2 separate regions of the Macaca mulatta genome follow, and region 2 is linked to region 1. The links are chromatin contacts, called in public Hi-C maps. All regions are on one chromosome and are shown on one strand. Each heading gives the region's core, a stretch centred on a gene start, on an enhancer-like site or on the middle of the called end of the contact. The rest is flanking DNA. Distances are from core to core; before and after follow the strand shown.

Region 1 (4,602 bases), core at 1,576-4,075:
GGGGGGGCAGTTATTACATTCAGCCCTTGGTAGTAAAATCATAAGAACCATTGATGTAGATGACGGCAATAGATCACATTTCCACTCCCACCCAGGCATCTCTGTTCATGATTCCCTGCAGGACCAGGTGGAGATGTGTGCCTGGGTCAGTATAAACCTCTCTGTGTTTCAAGCACACACCTTTGGGAAGGTGACAGTGTGGTGGGGGGACAGCAAACTGCCAGTCTAGAAAGCTGCTCCAGGCCTCAGTTTCTCATCTGTGAAATTAAGATATTGGCCTAGAGATCCATGGGATCCATCAGGGATCACCCCAGCTCTAAGCATCTATGATACTGTGGGGATGGAGATGAAAATGTTTCATTTAACATCTGGTCAAGAGTCCAAGTAAACAGGTGAGCAACTCTCTTGCATACCTAGAGAGTGTGAGCCTGACTAAATCCTTTCACTCTTGGAATGAGAAGGAAATAGTAAACCCACTTTCTATGCTAATCATGTGACATTTTACCAAACTCTGAGTTTAGAAAGATGTTAGAAAATCTGGCTTTTGTTGAATATATTTAGATCGATTGTATCAAGCCATGTTCCCTGATACATATTAGGATTGTACCTCAAGGTCTTGGGTAGCCTTAGGTCATATCTCAGCTGTGGTTCTTTTGTTAAGAGCAAGAAGTATGTGGAAATATTTTGTTTTGTTTTTATCAATCTCAGTAGCTCACGTGATGTCCTTCAAGAGCCAGCCATACTCTGGGGCTTATCGTCTTGGCAGAAAAAGCAACTGTCCAGAGGTCAAACAAGGGCCCGTTTCCTCCCCTACAAGCCAGCTGAGACCTTCCATTCCCAGACTGAGTTTCAGTTCTTTAGTTTCGCCTTAAGGCTTTGTTCCCTAATAAAATGCAACACACTGGAATGACTGTCACTCAAGTTACTCTCAGATTTACTTTACAAGGATGAGTTGAGATCAACTTTTAATGAGCAGAGGAGGGCCAAATAGACCATGTGTGCTTGGGGGAGAAGAGCTGTGTCCCTGGGATGGGACACAGCTTTTTGGAACCAGAGGCTAGAAGCACCAAAGCCGAACAGTTCCTTCTCACTGGTGCTTCCCAGGCAGAGCCTCACAAAACAGCACAATCATGGCAATTCCCCTGCGTGGCTTCTTTAAGAACCCTACTTTCCCTGGTTTAAGTAAACTCAAATATTTCATTAGTATTTCTGGAAGCACACATTTTCAACTCTTGCTGCTTTCTTGGCTGTTGATTGATTGTCATCACCATGTGTAGAATCATGGATCTAAGAATCCTTAGTGTCACTTAGTCCAGTTTCTTCCCCAAATAAAGCATCTCTTCTAGGATATCTCCCCCATTGATGGCCACTATGTAGGTGCTTGAACCTTTGCAGTAACAAGGACCTCATTGCTTCATAAGGCACTGTGTTACATGATGAACTATTATATTTTTGGGAAGTTCTTGTTATTGAATCAAACTTTTTCTCTTTAAACTTCAATTGATCATTTCTAGTCTCCCAGAATTACTTTGGTTAATGGATCTCAAAATCTAAATTCAAACATTGTCACCTAAGCATGAAGTCCTCCCCTTTTTTTGTTCCTCTCACTAGTCTAGTTTTATGAACAATCTTATGAAACTTTGATGACCACACAATCTGACAAGCCCATTCCTATTTCAAAAGGAAAGGAAGGCAGGGATCTACAAGCTAATGTCTCCAGAGCAGATCTTAGCACAATTCTGATTCTGCACCCAGCACATGACATTCTCCCTGGAGTTAATCCCAATGCCTACTTAATAGGTTAGCGTCCCAGCATTTAATACCTTATCACATTAAGAGTTTCTAACATCTCACTTAAAATTAATCCATAGGGTTTATTTTTGACATAAACTCAAAAGGAAATAGCTTCCCATCCAAATTAACTACAAAATTGGGAAAAAACTTTAAAAGTTTTTGTATTAGACTGTACGCGACTGCCTACTGTATTTAACTGGACTCTTCATGACATCTAGTGGCGAAATCTGGAAGAGTATCCAGTACTCTAAACGTGGCAGAAGGAGGGAAAACAATTCTTAATCCTATTTGATATTCACTCTTTGAATATTATGTTTTGTGAAATTGTAAACTGAATTCATCTTTCGATCCATTACAATAGTATACTCATTTTTATTTTAGGCATATCTGTGGCTTTATACCTTTTAAATTTGGGCTGACTTTGCAATCAATCACATCCATTTTTTCAGGGATGTCAGAAAGAACCACAGTGGTTTAGGGAGAAAAACAACATTCTGGATAAGCATAAATAACTACATTTTTAACTGGAAACATACCACAAAAATGTTTTGCATAACTGTATTCATCTTCAAATGTAGTTTTAAGACTCAATTCCTATGAAATCTGAGTCATTTATAGCTAACCTCGAATGTATTGTTATTCACAATTAGAAGCAGATAAATTTCACAGGCAGAGAAGCTGACAAGTCTTTAAGACTTCACACTTAGTTTTGCAGGAAGAGTTGAAGTTAATTAGAAGTGATTATACATACGTTGCATGTGTGTGTGTATTTGTGTTGTTGCACACAGACACCACAACGGCCTTGGGAAGGTTGCATTTTTTTATGTTTTAAAAATAAACATAATCTCCTTCCCATGTGTTGCTATAAGCCCAGTAAATCTAGGAAGCTCAGCAGGGTTGAACAAGGTCATTTCTCGTCAGGACTCCAAGGGGGAGCAGGAAGCAACCCTGTGCATCAGATGCTGGCATCCTAATCCCTGCTCAGCAAGAGCTTCCCAGGCATGTGGGACAGGTCGTGCCAGCGCCGACACACTGGCAGACCGAGGCTCTGACGCCAGCCACGCTCGGTATCAGCACTGCGGCTCCCTACCCACCGTGCCCCTGGAAGACGAAAATATATCCTCACTCTCGCAGTAAAGGCAGGATTCCAACTGAGTCTGCTCACTTCTTGGTTCTGGTAAACAGGAAAGTAGTCATGAAAAGATGCATCTAATCACTATCTCAGCATCAGGGAGGCTTTATTGATTTGGTTTTTGGTCGAATTTAAATATATGTTAAATAAATATATAAAGACATGTAAATAAATTATTTTGTTAAATTTAAGATATATATTTAAAACAAATGGGTAATAAATACATGTTTAAATTCAACAAAACCCAAAACAAATGGAGAAAAAATATATATAGATATATATCTCCATTGATCTTCTGCTATAGGGAAGAAACAGAACATATACCAAAAGACATTATAAACATGTGGGTAACAACAACTCCAGAATAATATGTAAGAAACAGAGAGTGGTGGTTCCCTGTGAGAAAGATCTGGAGACTAGAAGTGGGGTAGAGATATGGAGATGAGGAAATCATTTTTCTCTGTATACTTATACTCTTTGAAAACTAGCTGTATTGCCTAGTAAAGAAATGTATTTCAGCCAGGCGCGGTGGCTCACACCTGTAATCTTGGAACTTTGGGAGGCTGAGGCAGGTCAGGAGTTCGAGACCAGCCTGGCCAACATGGCAAAATCCTGTCTTTACTAAAATTACAAAAAAATTAGCCGGCTGTGGTGGTGTGCACCTGTAATCCCAGCTACTTGGGAGACTGAAGCAGGAGAATTGCTTGAACCCAGGAGAAAAAGGTTGTGGTTAGCTGAGATTGCACCACTGCACTCCAACCTGGGTAAGAGTGAGACTCCGTCTCAAAAAAAAAAAAAAAAAAAAAAAAAGTATTTCAATTTTAAGATACCATAAATAATTTGGCGCAAAATTTGTCCTCACCTTGGTGTGAGGTGATATAGGTCTTTGGATGTACGATTTTAAAAATTAATAAGGTGACTTCTGTTTTCTAGTTTAGAATATAAGGTGCTTAAAAGTCACCATTCTGGCTGGGTGTGGTGGCTCACACCTGTAATCCCAGCACTGTGGGAGGCCGAGGCGGGCAGATCACCTGAGGTCAGGAGTTCAAGACCAGACTGGCTAACATGGTGAAACCCCATCTCTACTAAAAATACAAAAATTAGCTGGGCAAGGTGGCACACACCTGTAATCCCAGACACTCAGGAGGCTGAAGCAGGAGAATCATTTGGATCCAGGAGGCAGAGGTTGCAGTGAGCAGAGATCGTACCATCGTGCTCCAACCTGGGCGACTTCTCAAAAAAAAAAAAGTTACCATTCCATCCAAACAACAAGTAAAAAACTACATATACTGGAAAATCAACAACTCTTCTTAGATCCATAAGCTCCTCACAGAGATTCATCAGTGAGGTCACAGGGGAGGCCACTGCCCCACAAGTTGGAGAGAGAGGCAGATACAGAGAAGCATAACGTACTGGAGCAGAAGCCTGCACAGGAACCAGCACCAGTAAGAAAATCTAAACTATAACTGATGAAGAGATGGAGGCTCCATGTGGATAAGCCTGAGAGATAAGAACACAGGGGGACCCAGTAATAGAATGGGACCCCACATTTTTGCAAATTTTACTTCCAGGGGTCTCACAGTGAAGATCAGAGAAAAATCTCCTCGTGCTTCCACAGGAGGAGGGGAAAAGCAACCATTCTGAAATTTGCCTAAGCATGCTGTTCGTAACAAGGA
Region 2 (4,602 bases), core at 658-3,157, 1.3 Mb before region 1:
TTTAGGACTTATAAGGCTTGTTATAATGCTGCATGATGATTGAATATTGGCATTTTTCAGATGAAGGAGGAGGCAGTTAAGTCATCTACATTTTAGTAAACCCATTTTGAAAAAAAAAAATCAAGAAAGCAACAAAATCAATCAGCTCTGCCACACTACTTGCAATTTTCTCATTTGACGGTTTTTGAACTTTACTTGTTTTTTTTGTTTTTGTTTTTTTCCAAAAATCTGACCATGTATTCAGAAACGCCTCACTGCACACTACTTCGGCTACACAGGTAGGTAACACTTTAATCATTTTGTTAAATCACAGCCACTTTGATTATGTTATGTTTCCGATGATATAAACATTGGAAGGCACAGTGGTAACATTGTAGCATTCTAACCTTGTACCTCTGAAAATCCCAGAATAGGGTCACAAATGCAACATTACAATTCAGACAAACTCTTTTTGCCATGTCTTGGTAATGCTGCTTGTAATATCTACACATGATGTGACTTTTAAGTCCTGTGTTCCCAAAAGACTGGAGAAACAACTTTCTACTTATTTATGAATGAGAAGCAACATCAGGGTCAGCATTTCATCCTGCACTACCCCTCTGGAAGCAGAGTTGGCACTACAGGTTACGATAACAAACCAGGGAAAGGGACAGAAATAAGACAAAAAAAAAAATCCATATTTACAGTAAAATCTTTCTTTTAAAAAAGTTAATCAGTACTATTTTTTTACAGGAGAAAAAAGTCTGAAACAAATGAACAAAAGCTTACCATAGTCACTAAATTTTTAATATATATTTATATATATATTTATATATATATTTGTCATAGGTCTATAAGATCCATCTGTTCCTCCTACCCTAAGGAATGGCTAATGTCATCACTTCGTTGTCATCAGGACGTTTGCTGGTTTTGTTACTAGGGCAGCCGAGCTTCCCCTAATTCAATATCCAGTAATTATAAACACTAGCTGACTTGAATACCAACAAAAACGTTCATGTAGTTTTCTTCAGAAGTACACTTTTTCATTATTGCAAGTTTACAATTTTTTTTTTAAATTAAATATTTTTTTTCAGACTTACAAATTAATTATATTTTTTTTTTTTCCAAAAGAAGTTTAGGCACAAATGCATTGTTCCACAGTGTGGAAAGATTGCCGTTCAGTCTCTGGGCTGTGTCTCAGCCTGTACATACTGCTTTGCACATTCTGAATGATATGTTAAAGAAAGTCGTCCCTCAAGTTGCACTTTTTTCTTTCTTTTTTTTGTTTTTCTGTTTTTTGATAATTGGGAATGCTGAAACCTCTTGCGTCTGCGATTCATAACTACTCAGACTTGTCTTATATTACAAAAAAGGGGGTTAAGGAGAAGTGTTTATGTGGGTTTAAGATAATACAGCTGTTAAGGAAGTGGTCTCTTGTTTTAATGAAGCAATGTGGCAACTTGGACCTGAGAAAGGAAAAAAGAGAAAAAAAATTCATTAATATATTTGTAACAGAGGAAGTGTGCTGCTGCTTTTTTTTTTTTTTTTTTTTTAATTCTTTTTCCATGAAAGAAAGTATCTGTCAATTTGGGTAAAATTCACTTTTATAGCTGATACACTGGTGACAGTTACGAATGATCGGTTTCAGAAATGTTGAAAACAAACTTGCCCTTTTACATCTGTCCCATGTGATTCGATGCATCTCCCATTCCAGGGTGTGGGCCGGCCAAGGAGAGTGGGGGAGGCTCTGAGGACACCTTCTCTTCCTCCCTTCTTTTCAGACATGCAGCTTTCGGATTCAGATTCCTTTCTGTGGAGGATTAAAGCACAGGACCTTTGTTTAATGCTGAGGCTTCTGGCAGAGGGCAGCAATGCACTCTTCTTGCGTGTCTGACCTTTTTCTCAGTGTTTATATTACAGAACAAAAGGAACAGTTACTACGTACTGTGGCGATCCATTTGGTCAGTCACTAGTAAAAGCTGAACTGCATGTGAGTGTGTACAGCCACTTTACAGCAAGCAAAGGTTGGTAAAGCAAATAAACTAAGCTCCAATTACTGAAAGGATATAGGGAAAGTTGCAATATAATCTTAGTTATAAGAATCCTACAACTTAATTACAGGAGAAAGGGATGCTGCCTTACTTAAGGATTTAGACACAGTCTGCAATGGAAACAATTCTTTGGAATGACGCTTGAAGGTCTACTGTCTGCCACTGCTCAAGGCTGGCATGCCCATCTCAGCTTGTGCCTGCCACAAGCTCCTCATGAGTTCTGCAAGGAGGCCGGCCTGCACTGACCTCGGACTTGCTGCTCCAGACTGAGGATGACCGCCACCGCCTGGTGGAGGATCAGGAGCTTGGTCTGGGGCTTGTCACTCTTGAGGTGGAGCTGCACCATGCGGCCGAGCTCTTTGAAAGCCTCGTTGATGTCACGGACCCGCAGGCGCTCTCGGGCGTTGTTGGCCATTCTCCGCTCCTTCTCACGCTCCGCCTTCTGCTCCGGTGTCAGGTCCTCATCGTCATTATTGCTGTGGGACAAAAGGGATGCAACATTTTCTAATGGTGTGGGGAAAAAGAAGGTGTCTACATTGTTTTCTTCCAGAGTTTTCAGGGAACTTTTCCATCTTATGCCATGTCTTTGGCAGAATTTTTATATCCACTGGACCTTGCGACTTGGCTGTGACAGTTCACAATACACAAGATACTTGGTTTTCTCACAGACATTAAACCCAAACCAAACAGGTGAGAGTGACGTAGATTAAAGTTAGAGTGCGGAGTGTGCCCATACTGATACAGGGGGGCAGAAAGGAGAAACAAAGCTTTTTTTATTCAATGGGGTTACACTCTGCAAAGCAGGCGTTCACCAACTTACGCTTAGCATATGCTGCATAACCATGCTTCAAAAAGACTTTATGTTTATACTTCATTTTTTTAATATAGAGAAAACCTTTCATACCGTGACATCTGAAACCTAGGGGAAACAAGTAATTGAAAAATGATTTTGATAGGTCAAAAAAATACAAGGCAGCTTAACAGGAGTAAGAAGAAAGGCCTATATGTAAGACACCAGAGCAGTGGGAGTGAAGACAGTGAGGCTTTTTTCCAGGTATCCCCATTACCTTGCTTTGAAGGCCTGGTCAACCCACTATGTAATTCTCATTTTCTCTATGTATGAAATAAAAGGTTAGGAAAACATGACTTCCATGGTCTTTAATCTTATAGATGTTTATGATCCCCAGAACAAGTTTGGGAAACCTGAATTGATATCAGCCATACAAAACGATTAAAAAAACCAAACACCTACAGCTTATGAATGATATTGACCTCACTGTGAGTCAAAAATGAAGCCAGAAAGCTGGGTGCAGTGGCTCATGCCTGTAATCCCAGCCTGGACAATATAGTGAGACCTCTTCTCTATAAAAAATAAAAAAATTAGCTGGGCACAGCGATGCACACCTGTAGTCTCAGCTACTCAGGAGGCTGAGGTGGGAGGCTCACTTGAATCTAGTAGGTGGAGGCTGTAGTGAGCTGTGATAAGGCCACTGCACTCCAGCCTGGGCAACAGAGCCAGACTCTGTCTTTTACCAAACCAAAAAAAAAAAAAAAAAAAAAAAAGACAAACACTAATTTCTGATTGTGAAAACGAAAATATTCCATGATTCATAACAAAGACATGGCTGGGCCCAGAATAGTCTGAAAAGATAAGATTGGTTCTGTCCATTTCTGGGTGTCACAGTGACAAATTAGAAACTTCTGAATGGAAGGCAAAGAGGATGATGAACCACCTGGAAAGCATATCATATGAGGAAACCTTCATGGCAGCACGGCTCAAATATTCCAAGAGCTATCATGTAAAAAAGAGAGATGTGCACAATGTCTTGTCTCAAGAAGGCAGAACGGCATGTGCTACAAAGCTCCGAATGACTATTATGAATAAACGTAAGTGAGGATTTTCGGGGGGCTTATGAGAGATACAAAAAATGAAACAAACTTCACTGAACATCAGTAGACTTCCCATCACAAGAAACTCCATGGAAGTGACTAACAACCTACGGGGTAATTTCACACATCAGAAATGTTCACAGAATAAAGATGATTAATCACAACATTTTGGAGTTGGAAGATGTGGGAAATTATCTAGTCAATTCAATGTATACTTAATGAATGCTGGTTTAAAATTTATGACTCTGGTCTTCCATTTTGGAGAATCTCTGGGTAACTTCCAAGTGGCAATAAGGACCAACTACACTTGAGAAGCTCCAATCAACCAAAAGTGAGAGTGGTATTCCTGGGTTGCAAGTACACGTTACACATAAAGATGATGCACGAGTCAAGAACACTTGGGTGAAGGAGAAAAGTTAGGGGCAAGGAGGATGACACCACAGAAGGACGCTGTAAGACCAGGCTCCTCTCTCTCCATAGCATAAGTGCCTTTCCAGAAGGCACTGTCTGCCATGGGTGTGTATGGTAAACAGGCAACTCAACTGAATCCACTGGAAAAGGCCCTCTTTCTCTGCCTTCTACCGATCCCTTCTCTGCCCTCATCCCCGACTGCTGCCAGTGCCAAGGAAATCAAGTAACAATTAATTCACTCCTATATTCTACTATGCAAATAGGCTGTAAA

The links. A called contact is a pair of places that touch in the nucleus more often than the background predicts.
Region 2: a Hi-C map of fetal cortex germinal zone shows a contact between it and region 1, with 7 times the contacts expected there. The contact joins two enhancer-like sites. A contact is called at or near these places in 5 of 14 Hi-C or Micro-C datasets (fetal cortex germinal zone, fetal cortical plate, fibroblasts and 2 more).

The regions. Positions count from the first base shown.
Region 1 is chr18:24,428,379-24,432,980 of T2T-MMU8v2.0, reverse strand. No RefSeq gene overlaps it. Among named protein-coding and RNA genes, the nearest start is that of TXNL1, 64 kb to the right of the region's middle. Within about 2 kb of position 2,825, at least 8 of the 40 cell types and tissues checked have an H3K27ac peak or open chromatin away from gene starts, as enhancers often do.
Region 2 is chr18:25,762,471-25,767,072 of T2T-MMU8v2.0, reverse strand. TCF4 (transcription factor 4) reads right to left here. Exons shown (of 20, transcript XM_077975076.1): 18 at 2,277-2,506; 19 at 1,649-1,789; 20 at 1,191-1,445. The coding sequence ends at 1,653. Among named protein-coding and RNA genes, the nearest start is that of CCDC68, 270 kb to the left of the region's middle. Within about 2 kb of position 1,907, at least 6 of the 40 cell types and tissues checked have an H3K27ac peak or open chromatin away from gene starts, as enhancers often do.